Regions from separate parts of the Mus musculus genome. Here region 1 is linked to region 2. The links are chromatin contacts, called in public promoter capture Hi-C maps. All regions are on one chromosome and are shown on one strand. The core of a region is the stretch at or near the end of the contact, and the rest is flanking DNA. Distances in the headings are between cores, read along the strand shown.

Region 1 (6,078 bases), core at 2,877-5,376, 96 kb before region 2:
TTAGCTAGAGTCCTACACAGAAGGAGTTGTAAGCAGAAAGCATAGCTGGTGGTACCACAGTCTCTCACCTCAAACTGTATTGTAATACAGTATGGTACTGGCTGGAAAACAGAGATGTAGGCTTGTGGACTAGAATACAGGGCCCAGATATAAATGCATAGCTACAGTCACCCGAATTTTGACTGTGATGCCAAATACACTGGACAAGAGGAATCTCTTTAACTTTTTGTGCTGAGAAAACTGGATTTCCACATATAGAAGAATGAAATTAGGTCCATATCTCTCATCTTGCACAGAAAACAGTTCAAAATGAAACAAAGACCTTTGAAACTACAAGACAAAAACATAGGTAAACATTTCAAGGTTTAAGCATAGATAGGAACTTTCTAAAAATGTCTCCAATAGCACAGGAATTGACCACTGGGATTACATGAAATCTAAAGCTCTACACAATCAGCCGAGTTAAGGCAGTATACAGAAAAGAAAAAGGAAATCCTTGCCAGCTACACATCAGGCAGGATATTAAAGAATACATAAAGAATTACAAAAATAGACACCAACACCAATCATCTAATCAACATATAGATTAAGGAGCCGAATACGCGTACAAAAGAAGCAATGCAAGTCATCAGTGAATACTTGAGGGGTTCATAAATGATCCCTTTGCTAGACAGAGTATTTCCTGTAAAAGTATGAGAACCTGGCTTTGATCCACAGCACCTAGCACAGAAGCTGGGTACTGTGGAGCGTGCTTTAATTCCGGCATTGGGGAGGTAGAGTCCAGAGGATAATTTCCTGATACCGCATCAGCAGGATAAGGAAGTATTTCAAAGCTCACACATAATCCCCAGTAATGTCGAAACAAGACAAGGTTTAGGGATTTAGGGACCTCAGGACATTAATTCTTGAACTCATGTTGTCTTCCTAGGAAAGCCTCCAGGCCTGTGGTAGTTTGAACGAAAAGTGTCTCATGTATTTCGACACTTGGTCCCCAGTCGGTGGCACTGTTTGGGAATGCTATGGAACATTTATGTACATCACTGGGGTGGGGGGCTCCGTGTGTTCATTGTCACGCCCATTTCCTGTGCTCTCTGGCTTCTTTTCTGTGTCCAGATTCAATGTGATCAGTTTCTTGTTCCTGGCTTTAAGACACCTCTTCCCCGAGGAGTCCATCTCCACAAACTGTAGGCTAAAAGAAAGCCTTTCGTCTGTAAATTGCTTTTGCAGTGCTATTTCATTAGAGCAATAGAAAAGCAGCTAATACAGGACCCTTCATTAATGACTATTACCATCTGGAGCTGGCTTCCCACAAAGGTACACAAGCCTTATCTGGTGGATGAGGTCAGAAGCTTAAGTCCTCCCTCAGCACAAGCCCTGCTCAAACAAAGTTGTGTCTTTTTTGTCATTCGTGAAAAAAAGAGCCTTTTTCTTATTATTTCCCATAAAGTTCTCCACTATCAACTGACCTGGTAGGCAGATTAAAGCTAATGGAGATCAACCTTTCCTTTCTGCAAAACCTTGTGCCACCATGCTGGCTTCTGAGTGTATCTAGCAACAGGCCTTGCTTTTTTTTCCCCCCCTAATAAGAATATCTCAAGTGCCTCAAATTCCCTGCCCTGGAACCCATAATTTCTGAATTTCTTTTGCAAAAATTCAAAATAGAGGTGGCAACATGACAACTGCTGTGAAGACGTGACCATTATTGGCATTGTCCCATTTGTTTACGTTTGGTGAAAGGTTAAATGGAGTGGATACCTGTTTTTAACCACATTCATCCCATCTGTATTCTCACACCCAAGACTAAGCGTCTCCTATGGCTTGATCATTTTTCCATCTACTCCACTCCACACATTTGTGTGTGTGTGTGTGTGTGTGTGTGTGTGTGTTTGTATGTGTGTATCTAGAAGACTTTGTTCCCTTTACCACTCTGTCTTCTGAGGAGTTTTGTGACGACATTAGTTACTTCTCTCACCAATGGAACAAAATACCCAACAAAAGCAAATGGGGGGTTGGCTCACCATTTGATGGTACACAAACGGTAGCAGGGAGCAGGAGGCATCAGGTCACACTGCATCCACACTTATAAGCAGAAATAAATGCTGGTGCTGTGCTCAACGCCTTTTTATTCAAGTTGGGAGCCAACCCAGAGTGAATTTTCCATCCCCATTTGACCTTCTTTTGAAACACTTTCAGGAGGATATCCATTGGCTTGTAACCTAGTAAATGAAGACAGGGGGTATCCTGGAATTGGAAGATTGCCTCTGTTCTTGGTCCTTATCTTGGGAACTAGAAAAGTGAAATTTGTGGGAAACCAGAAGCATGAGGTTTTTTTGGTTTTTTTGTTTGTTTGGTTTGGTTTGGTTTTACTCATTTAATGTACATGAGTAACACTGTTGCTGTCTTCAGAAACACCAGAAGAGGACATTGGATCCCATTACAGATGGTTGTGAGCCACCATGTGGTTGCTGGGAATTGAACTCAGGACCTCTGCAAGAGCAGTCAGTGCTCTTAACCACTGAGCCATCTTTCCAGTCCCAGAAGCATGAGTTTTAAAAGTAATTTTTATTACAGAAAAGAAGATTAAAGAAGAAAGACTATTGCAGAAAGCAGAGTTCCAGAAAACAAGCAATTCTCTGGGAGAGACAGGAAAGAACATTCAAGCTGCTTGTTCGTCTAAGGACTTTTTATAGGACTATGGCAGACACTGTTCAAAAACTGAAGGAACTTCTATTGATATTGACTAATCTCCCATGTTGAGCCAATGGAATGTCTGCAGGATTTATGCATGACCCCTGTACCAGCCAAGAGATGACCTGTTTAGGTGTGATTCTCTTATTTAGGGTAGTGGTCATGCTTTGAAGCTCTCTGTTTATCTTTCATTTGTTTCATTTGCTTTTGACCTTGACTGTCTACTGGCTCTTAGTCTAGGCTGGTCTTTCTAGTTGGGCCAACCTGAAAGGCACTACTCTCTTAGCCCTCTGTGGGAATATATTAGCAATTCATTAGATTATGTTCTCTTTACTTTTATGTTTGCATGATCACATTGTGGTTTTCTTGTCACAGCTACCAAGATGTGTCAACCATTCTTGGCTACCTTATATTTACCTCTGTCTCCAGGGCAGTCTCTTTCCTGGGACAGGTATAAGCTTTGTAGAAACCATTCTTCCTTGCAATTACATGAATTAAGATCAACAGTATATAGAATGGTAACCATGCCTGGTATATGTTCCTCAGGAAGGGGTAATGTATGGGAACCAGCCAGAGTCAGCTGACACTGGCTCCAAGCAAGCCCTATCCAGTCTCCTATCTGGTCAGATTAGTTGACTTACACCTAGATGCAAGATCTTTTGTTTCTCATGACCAGGGTTACTGACTCCAGCATTTTACTCACAACCTTCCACTTAATTCTACTGGATCTTTACTATAGCACTAAGCTGAGTCCAAATCTTCTGAAGCTGACAGGAATGATTAACCATCACAGCCAGCTGATGACTCCGTGAGTTTCAGTCCTCAGCAGAAGCAGCTGCCTGTGTCTGCCTCTCTGTGCTTTGTCTCTTTTTCTTTCCTGACTTGTGATGCTCTTGCCTTGGCAGCTTCAGTGCACAGTGGCCTTGGTAGGGCTAAAGTAATCGTCATCACGTTGCTGGGGACACTTGCTCCCTTTCAACTCACAATGTAATTGTTAGCTCCAAGGACAACCAAGAACATAGCTTGGCATTTTGTTTCCCGAACTACAGGCAGAATGGCTCAATTTGGTGGCATTTAGCATTGCAACCTTTGCTTGCAGGAGAATAGAGGCTTCAACCAAAATAATGCAAGCCGACTAAAAGAAATGTGTTTGACTGGAGTCATTTAACTGAAGCTTGAAAATATTTCATTGTTATTATTCTCACAGTGCATGAACCTGTGTGTGCCCTACCGTTCAGGTCCCTGTTCTTCTATCCCCTTGCCTGAACAATGCTGGGATATAGTAGCCTGGATAGCAGTCCTAGCCATTCCTTGTCAAGATGCTACTTCCCATCACTCCAGTAGCTTTGAATAGTGTGAGCCTGAAATGGTAGGTCATTAGTGTCTCCAGAGAGCAGCCTTAAGCCACTGTCTGGAAGTGAATTGCTGGAGCAATGTTGCAGCTCCCTTCCTGGATTGGGTAATATTAATAGCAAAGCCTCGGTCTCACACCAGCTGTTGGAAGATCCCTGTAGACGGTAAGATCAAATTGTTTAAACACGGAGCTAACTTGCCTGTCCTGTCCTCTGCCTGCTTTCTTTCTGCATCTCAGTTTCTCCTCTCCTGTCAGTCTTTCTTTCATTTTGTTTCAAGCAAGTAGGCAGAATCCTGTGTTTTCACCCTTTTATCTCAGAGTCGCCTGAACCATGAAAACTGTTCTCTGGCAAACTGCAAACATGGCCATAACTTACCAGTTGTGTGCATTCAAGTTGTCTGTCCTCACACTCCTCCATTGCTGGTGGGATTGCAAGCTTGTACAACCACTCTGGAAATCAGTCTGGTGGTTCCTCAGAAAATTGGACATAGTACTACCGGAAGATCCAGCAATACCTCTCCTGGGCATATATCCAGAAGATGCTCCAACTGGTAAGAAGGACACATGCTCCACTATGTACATAGCAGCCTTATTTATAATAGCCAGAAGCTGGAAAGAACCCAGATGCCCCTCAACAGAGGAATGGTTACAGAAAATGTGGTACATTTACATAATGGAGTACTACTCAGCTATTAAAAATAATGAATTTATGAAATTCTTGGGCAAATGGATGGATCTGGAGGATATCATCCTGAGTGAGGTAACCCAATCACAAAATAATTCACTTGATATGCACTCACTGATAAGTGGATATTAGCCCAGAAACTTAGAATACCCAAGATACAATTTGAAAAACACAAGAAAATCAAAAAGAAGGAAGACCAACACGTGAATACATCATTCTTCCTTAGAATAGGGAAGAAAATACCCATGTAAGGAGTTACAGAGACAAAGTTTGGAGCTGAGACAAAAGGATGGACCATCCAGAGACTACCCTACCAGGGGATTCATAATCAGCCACCAAACTCAGACACTATTGCACATGCCAGCAAGATTTTGCTGAAAGGACCCTGATATAGCTCTCTCTTGTGAGGCTATGCCAGTGCCTGGCAAATGCAGAAGTGGATGCTCATGGTCATCTATTGGATGGAACATAGGGCCCCCAATGGAGAAGCTAGAGAAAGCACCAAAGGAGCTGAAGGGGTCTGCAACCCTATAGGCGGAACAACAATATGAACTAACCAGTACCTCCAGAACTTGTGTCTCTAGCTTCATATGTAGCAGAAGATGGCCTAGTGGGCCATCATTGGGAAGAGAGGCCCCTTGGTCTTACTAACTTTATATGCCCCAATACAGGGGAATGCCAGGGCCAAGAAGTGGGAGTTGGTGGGTAGGGGAGCAGGGCAGGGGGAGGGTATAGGGGACTTTCAGGATAGCATTTGAAATGTTAATGAAGAAAATATCTAATAAAAATTGAAAAAAAAGTTGTGTGTCCTCCCAAGCAGAGGTGGCTTGACTTGGGTTTGCATTGGCTAATGAACATGGCCCAGATGACAACCCAGTAGATTAGAGTTTAGGGAGAGACCTTGCACACATTTCTCCTGTTCCTCAAAGATTTGTGATGGATAATTGTCTTTTAAAGCACTGGGTTATTTGCCATACAGTAGAAATTGACTAAACTCTATCCTAAATCTATAGTTCGTTCATGCTTATTCTCTTCCATGTAAACAATTGTTTTCCCTGAATATAATAATCTTGTCAGGCACAGAAAGGTTCCATGACCTCCTCTGAGGTGCCAGGAGAGCCAGGGTGCCAGCTTTGGCAGTGTTTTGGTTTATTCCTGTGTTCAGGGCCTCTGGGCCGAGTCACCTGTCTAGGCTACTGGATAGTCATTGTGCTGTTTCTCCTCCATAGGCCCAGCACAGCTGCTGTTTTTTTCCAAAGCCCTGTTTTCCCAGAGCTGTTAGGTAGGAGGCCTGTACGTACGTTCTCGTAGACTGTGCTGGTGACATATGTGTCTGTTAGGGACTCTTAGC
Region 2 (5,875 bases), core at 511-3,010:
GCATAGCAGGTTTTTACCGCAGACAGAATAATTGTCTCTTAAATGTTCTTGGTCCTGACTGAGACGTGATTGGACATAATGCTATAGCCAAATTTTAAAAGCTAAATAATATTTTCTCTAGCTTTTGTAGTCATACAAAAATTAAGAGGCTTTTGATTCATGTATTATCCTCTATGTTATCTCAGAAACAAAAGAAAATTGTGACAGGGTTGTAATTCATCTACTTCCTTTCAATATGATTCTTAATTATGTAAAGTCAGAGGACATAAAGTTCCATGCTCTAGAGCATCACACAGTAACTTTAACCATAGTGGCTCTACTGTGCTACTACTCTGACTCTCCAGACCTCTTTGTGGCATTCAAAACTAGAGACATGTGCCTTTGCCAAGTCCCAGGCAACCAACATTCCACTCTCTATGGATCTGACAACTTTCGAGACTTTCTATAAGTGGGATCACATAAAATAATTTGTCTTGTTATGACTGGAGTTTATTTTCTTTAGTGAGATTTCATTAATGTCCTCAAAATTTATTGATATTTTAGTATGCACAGGGTTTGTTTTTAAGGTTGAACAGTATTCCATTGAATGTATACGTTATATTTTATCTGCACATTCAGCTGTCTATACACGCGTGAATTACTGCTACCAATTGGCTATTGTGAGTTATGAACATGGGTGAGAAAATTCTTTAAAACCTTGCTTTAGAATTATTTTTAGTGTGCAGAGTTGAGGCTGCTGGATCACATGATAATTATTTTGATATTTTGAGGGATCACACGGGCCACATCAGTCTACACTCCCACCAAAAGTACCTGTGTTCTATTCTTTCTAAGTACTTATTAACATCTTTTATTTTTATCATTTTAAATTGTGGTGTTTCTTATTATTATGGGGCAATATCTCATTATGGCTTAGATTTGCATTTCCATAATGATTAATAATATGGAACACCATTTCATGTATACATTGGCATACATGGCACGTTCTTTTGGGGGAAATGTTTATTAAAACCTTTGTCACATTAAGTAGGGTTGTTGTTAATTAAGGTTTTATGCATTTTGGAGATGAAATATTGTCAGATAGACAATTGAAAAATGTTCTTCCTCATTATGTGGGTTGCCTTCTCAGTCTTAATTATGTCTTTTGATGCACAGAAGCTTTTAATTTAAGGTAGTCTATATTATATTTTTTACATTTTTAGCCTATGCTTTTAGTATCCTCTCCAAGAAATCATTGCCAAAGCCATTCATTTGCTTTTAACAAAATCTGTCTTGTAAGACATAAAAGATAATTTGCAATGTAAATCAATTGGATAGCCTGAATTAATTTTTTCATTCAGAACACAAGATATTAAAAACAGATAAAAGCAGAACTGTCAAATTGGAAGTATATTGAAACTCACCCTGTAATTTTTGAAGGAAAAAAAATAAGTGCATCTTGTTTGCTTAGTTTGACTCTCCTAAGTATTGCACCTTGATGTGGTTATAGGGCCTTTGTGGAAACACAGTAGGAGTGCTTTGAAGCCAAAGCACAAGAGGTCTTTGTTTGGCCTATACTGCTTAGTTTAGTGAGTCTTAGCAGCTTGTTCACTGCTTTGAGCACTAAGAGGAAAATCCATAAGAAGAAATGCTATTTTCTTCTCAGAATCTGGGATTCCGGTGCAGCAATTTGTTTTTGGATTGCTTAACAGAACAGAAATGGGGCTAAGACCCAAGAGTGTTGGAACTCGGATTTCCACTGGATATTACAAAGAACTTACAGAGAACAGGCTGCCCTGTGAGAAACAGACTCTCATCCAAATGTCCCTGGAGAAACTAGGCAATTCCTTCTCAGGACTCCTGCAGAAAATATTTCTTTGCTGGATGAGAAGCATATTAGACAACTGACTGTGTTCCTTTAAGTCAAAAGGGTGGAGGTTTGCAGAGAACCCCTAGATGAATCACTGATACATTAAAAAGTCTCAGAAATGAATCCTCACCTAACTGAATTTAGTATTTGTTTTTGAAATCCATATAGAGACTAAAGGGTAGTTAGTTCTCTGGTTTCAGAAAGATCTGGAATGAAGTAGACCCAAAGATAGGCTCTGGGAGTCTGAGGAGGGATGTAAAACAGAAAGGCAGAGGGCTTGAAAGCCAGCCTCAACAGAGTCAACAGGACCAATTTTGATGTCATTTCTTATTACGTTGTTTCCATCAACTTTATCCTTTCCATCATGAGCAAATGCCAAAGGTCACACAAGGAGCCTTTACTGGGTTGCAGCCATAGTCATTAGCCCTGAATGACAACAGACAAAATGACAATTGACTCTTTTTAGGTGCCCAGAAATTCCTCCAATCCAATTTAACTCTTTCCTTGGTTCCTTTCAGTTTTACTACTCTCAGAGCTCACATGTGGCCTCCTGTTCTTGCCCTTTCTGCAGTCATCTTCCCACCTCCACAGCTCCTTTCTCCTTCTTTCCTAGAGTCCTTAACCTCAGATAAGCCTGGGATTTCCTCTTCTTTACTCTCAGAATCAAGCCCGTGAGCCATCCCTCATTTCCCTGGTCCTCTTAGATATGTCATGGTATGAATTCGTGGAGCTCCAATGAGGAGAACTGACTGCAACCTTCTTGAATGATACTTGCATGACAGTCAATTTTGAGAACTATTTCTGTGTTATAAAGCACATGTAAGCAGTCAGTACATAGGGCTACCACTTTAAGGCATGGTTTAGTAGTGTAACCTATTCCCTGCAGTTAGATCAGCCCCTTCTACTTCTGTGTATAAAGGTGGAAACTATGCAATGAGGATAATTTTAAAATTCATGGCCAGATTCTGTTCTCAGTCAACCAAATTATACCAGCTTTATTCTGTGGAGATGATATTGGACTAGACTAGAGTGTGGATAAGTGTTATAGCACACTAGATAGTGATATATCGGATAGTGATATATCACACTAGATAGAATTTATTGATTTCTGTGGTTTTCGACATTTACTGAGTGTAGAATGAAGTTGTTAGTTTTTCTTATACACCATGATTTTACCATTTTTTTAAAAAAATATGAACTGCTCACCTACATGTTATACAGAGTTTTTCAGTTTTTTGGATAGAATGTCTGGGAAAAGTTAGGATATGAGGAAGTCCAAAAGATCTGAATAGGTTGAAATATGAGAGCTAAGAATTGGTGTTAAGAAGTTATAATATGACTGACAAAGGGACTCAAATAATCAGAGTCTTTTACAACCAAAATTATATGTATGTACATAAAATACAACAACTTACCCACAAGAACTCAAACCCAAGGCACTTAGGGTAGATGTTTATCAGACAGAACAGGAGACAAAAATTAACCTGTTTGTTTTCATTGAATCAGAGCTGTCAGAGGGAGGAAGGAAAATAGAATTCTCAGTCAGCGTCATGTCAGCACTTGAAGTGTCATTCCACCACACTGGCATGTTTTCTCTACAGTGTCCACTGTTTCCAGTCACCAAAGCTAGAAACAGAACTTAATGTCCACTCACATGCCATAAAGGCCACTCTGAAAACATACCATCCACTTGAGTGCATTGGTTTTCTTTGCTGCTTGAAATCAAGGGGGAATATTCCATACCTGGTCAAAGCAACAGCTTCCTTAAGCTTTCCCCCTGTCAAACATTTTATCCAAATTGCTAGAGAAGGTGGAATTTTATTTTTTTCCCCTCTCTGCTTGGTCAGGACTTGATATAGATGATAACACTTGTTTCCTGGTAAATGAGGCTTACAGCTAAAATCAGCTACTGCAAGACACACAGAGGCTGACACGGCTGTTTTTGAGAAATAGAAGCCAGAACTTTTAAAACAGGAAACTGATTTTCCTCTCATCCCAAACATGCATGTTACTTACTTTCCTCATATCAAGGAGAAATTAGCTGAACATCTGACAACCTCACCTTAATAAAAAAATCTAGTTGTTGACAGCATTCTGGCAGTCCTCTCGTGTGGCTCTCCACTGCACTCTTCAGAAGGGGGACTCTTTCTTCGTGGGCCGGAAGGCTGAGAGGCGTCCACCAAGCATCTGAGAACTGACTCTCTTTCCATTGCCACCCAGTGTTTTCTCTGTAGCATTTCTAGACTCCAGTACCCAGCCTTTGTCCTTGTTGAGGTCATAGTTTTTACCCATTTCTCCTTTGAAAATGTAAAAAATAGCTAAGATAAAAGTACCTGTGGCTACTATCAAGTAGACGGCATATAGGGTACCAACAATAGCTGACGCAAGAATGAGATCCACAAAGAAAATGATCAGCTGGACCAACATGTCTTCATTTCCTCTTGTTCACAGGATGTGTTTGAAAAGTCCCAAAGCACTCACTAGGCAATTATGTCTTTGAAAAATATGAGCAGAAAAAGGCCATTTCAGAATATGCTAATGGAATTTGTGATTTCTCCAAGTATATACCAAGGGAAACTTAATATGATGAAACTTTTGATTTCCCAACTAGTACAAAATAGTGGCTAAAAGTCAAGTCCGGACCATTGCTTCATCACTGATCTTATAATGGGGAGAAACACAGGGTTCATCTTATTCCCTGATTCACTAGGATCATAGACTGCTGAGCAATGGCACTAGGCTACCATGCATTGTCAAGAGTTCTGTATAAAATTCTATATTTCTTATGAAACTGAAGAAGAACGAAGACCAAAGTGTGGACACTTTGCCCCTTCTTAGAATTGGAAACAATCACCCATGGAAGGAGTTACAGAGACAAAGTTTGGAACTGAGATGAAAGAATGGACCATCTAGAGACTGCCATATCCAGGGATCCATCCCATAATTAGCCTCCAAACGATGACACCATTGCATACACTAGCAAGCGTTTGCTGAAAGGACCCTGATATAGCTGTCTCTTGTAAGACTATGTCGGGGCCTAGCAAACACCAAAGTGGATGCTCACAGTCAGCTATTGGATGGATCACAGGGCCCCCAATGGAGGAGCTAGAGAAAGTACCCAAGGAGCTAAAGAGATCTGCAAACCTGTAGGTGCAACAACATTATGAACTAACCAGTACCCTGGAGCTCTTGACTCTAGCTGCACATGTATCAAAAGATGGCCTGGTAAGCCATTACTGGAAAGAGAGGCCCATTGGACAGGCAAACTTTATATGCCCCAGTACAGGGGAACGCTAGGGCCAAAAAGTGGGAATGGGTGGGTAGGGGAGTGGGGGGGGGATATGGGGGACTTTTGGGATAGCATTGGAAATGTAATTGAGGAAAATACATAATAAAAAATATATATTAAAAAAAAAGTACCGATTCAGTGTAAAAGGAAAATAAACCCATTTTTTTTATACATCCAAAGGTTCAGAAAGTTTTAGTTCTCTTGAATGTGCTGGTTTCCCTCAAATTCCTTAAGAATAAAATATTCTCACTTCCTTGCAATATAAGAAAAGTTGACCTTGAACAATCGATCCATACAATTAAAATTGTGGAATCACAGTTCACTGCAGATATAGGAGGCAATAAATTCAAATCAGAAAGCAAGTAAGAGGGGGCTACTCCAGACAGGAGGTAAGAAGGAAGCCATGCTCATGTGCTCGTTTGAATGATTTAAAGGCATAATACCATGAAAATACAATGGCTGGCCACCTTAACAAGGCAAACGGAACACCGAGGGAAATGTAGCATTGTGTAACAAGCATGATTCCCAAATGAAGCAAACTGAAGTGAAGCGCAATTCAGCAAAACTCATGGCACAGGGGAAATGAGAATTCATTTGTCCTTAATATGGAGAATCTTTCTTCAAGTATCAGAGAGTAAGAGTATGTGTGCCTGCTTCCAAATGCTTCAATTACCCAGCCTGGTTTTCCAGTAAACTTGTCTGATCTCTGACTATCTGAGATGCTGATCTAGATATAT

The links. Promoter capture Hi-C pulls out the DNA fragments that hold promoters and counts their contacts.
Region 1: a contact with region 2 is called in a promoter capture Hi-C map of 3T3-L1-derived adipocytes, with 14 times the contacts expected there. The contact joins two enhancer-like sites. A contact is called at or near these places in 10 of 39 promoter capture datasets (the 3T3-L1 cell line, 3T3-L1-derived adipocytes, the HPC-7 cell line and 5 more), 4 of 484 Hi-C or Micro-C datasets (cerebral cortex, liver, nephron progenitors and 1 more), 1 of 115 datasets of contacts at active chromatin or transcription factors (embryonic stem cells) and 2 of 9 other capture datasets (adipose tissue and pancreatic islet).

Annotation. Positions count from the first base shown.
Region 1 is chr2:136,598,944-136,605,021 of GRCm38.p6, reverse strand. The region is part of intron 2 of Gm32659 (a long non-coding RNA gene); the gene reads left to right. Among named protein-coding and RNA genes, the nearest start is that of Ankef1, 70 kb to the right of the region's middle. Within about 2 kb of position 4,126, at least 20 of the 459 cell types and tissues checked have an H3K27ac peak or open chromatin away from gene starts, as enhancers often do. A contact at or near this core is called in 3T3-L1-derived adipocytes and adipose tissue, where this site is marked.
Region 2 is chr2:136,500,421-136,506,295 of GRCm38.p6, reverse strand. No RefSeq gene overlaps it. Among named protein-coding and RNA genes, the nearest start is that of Gm32746, 8.8 kb to the left of the region's middle. Within about 2 kb of position 1,760, at least 11 of the 459 cell types and tissues checked have an H3K27ac peak or open chromatin away from gene starts, as enhancers often do. A contact at or near this core is called in 3T3-L1-derived adipocytes and adipose tissue, where this site is marked.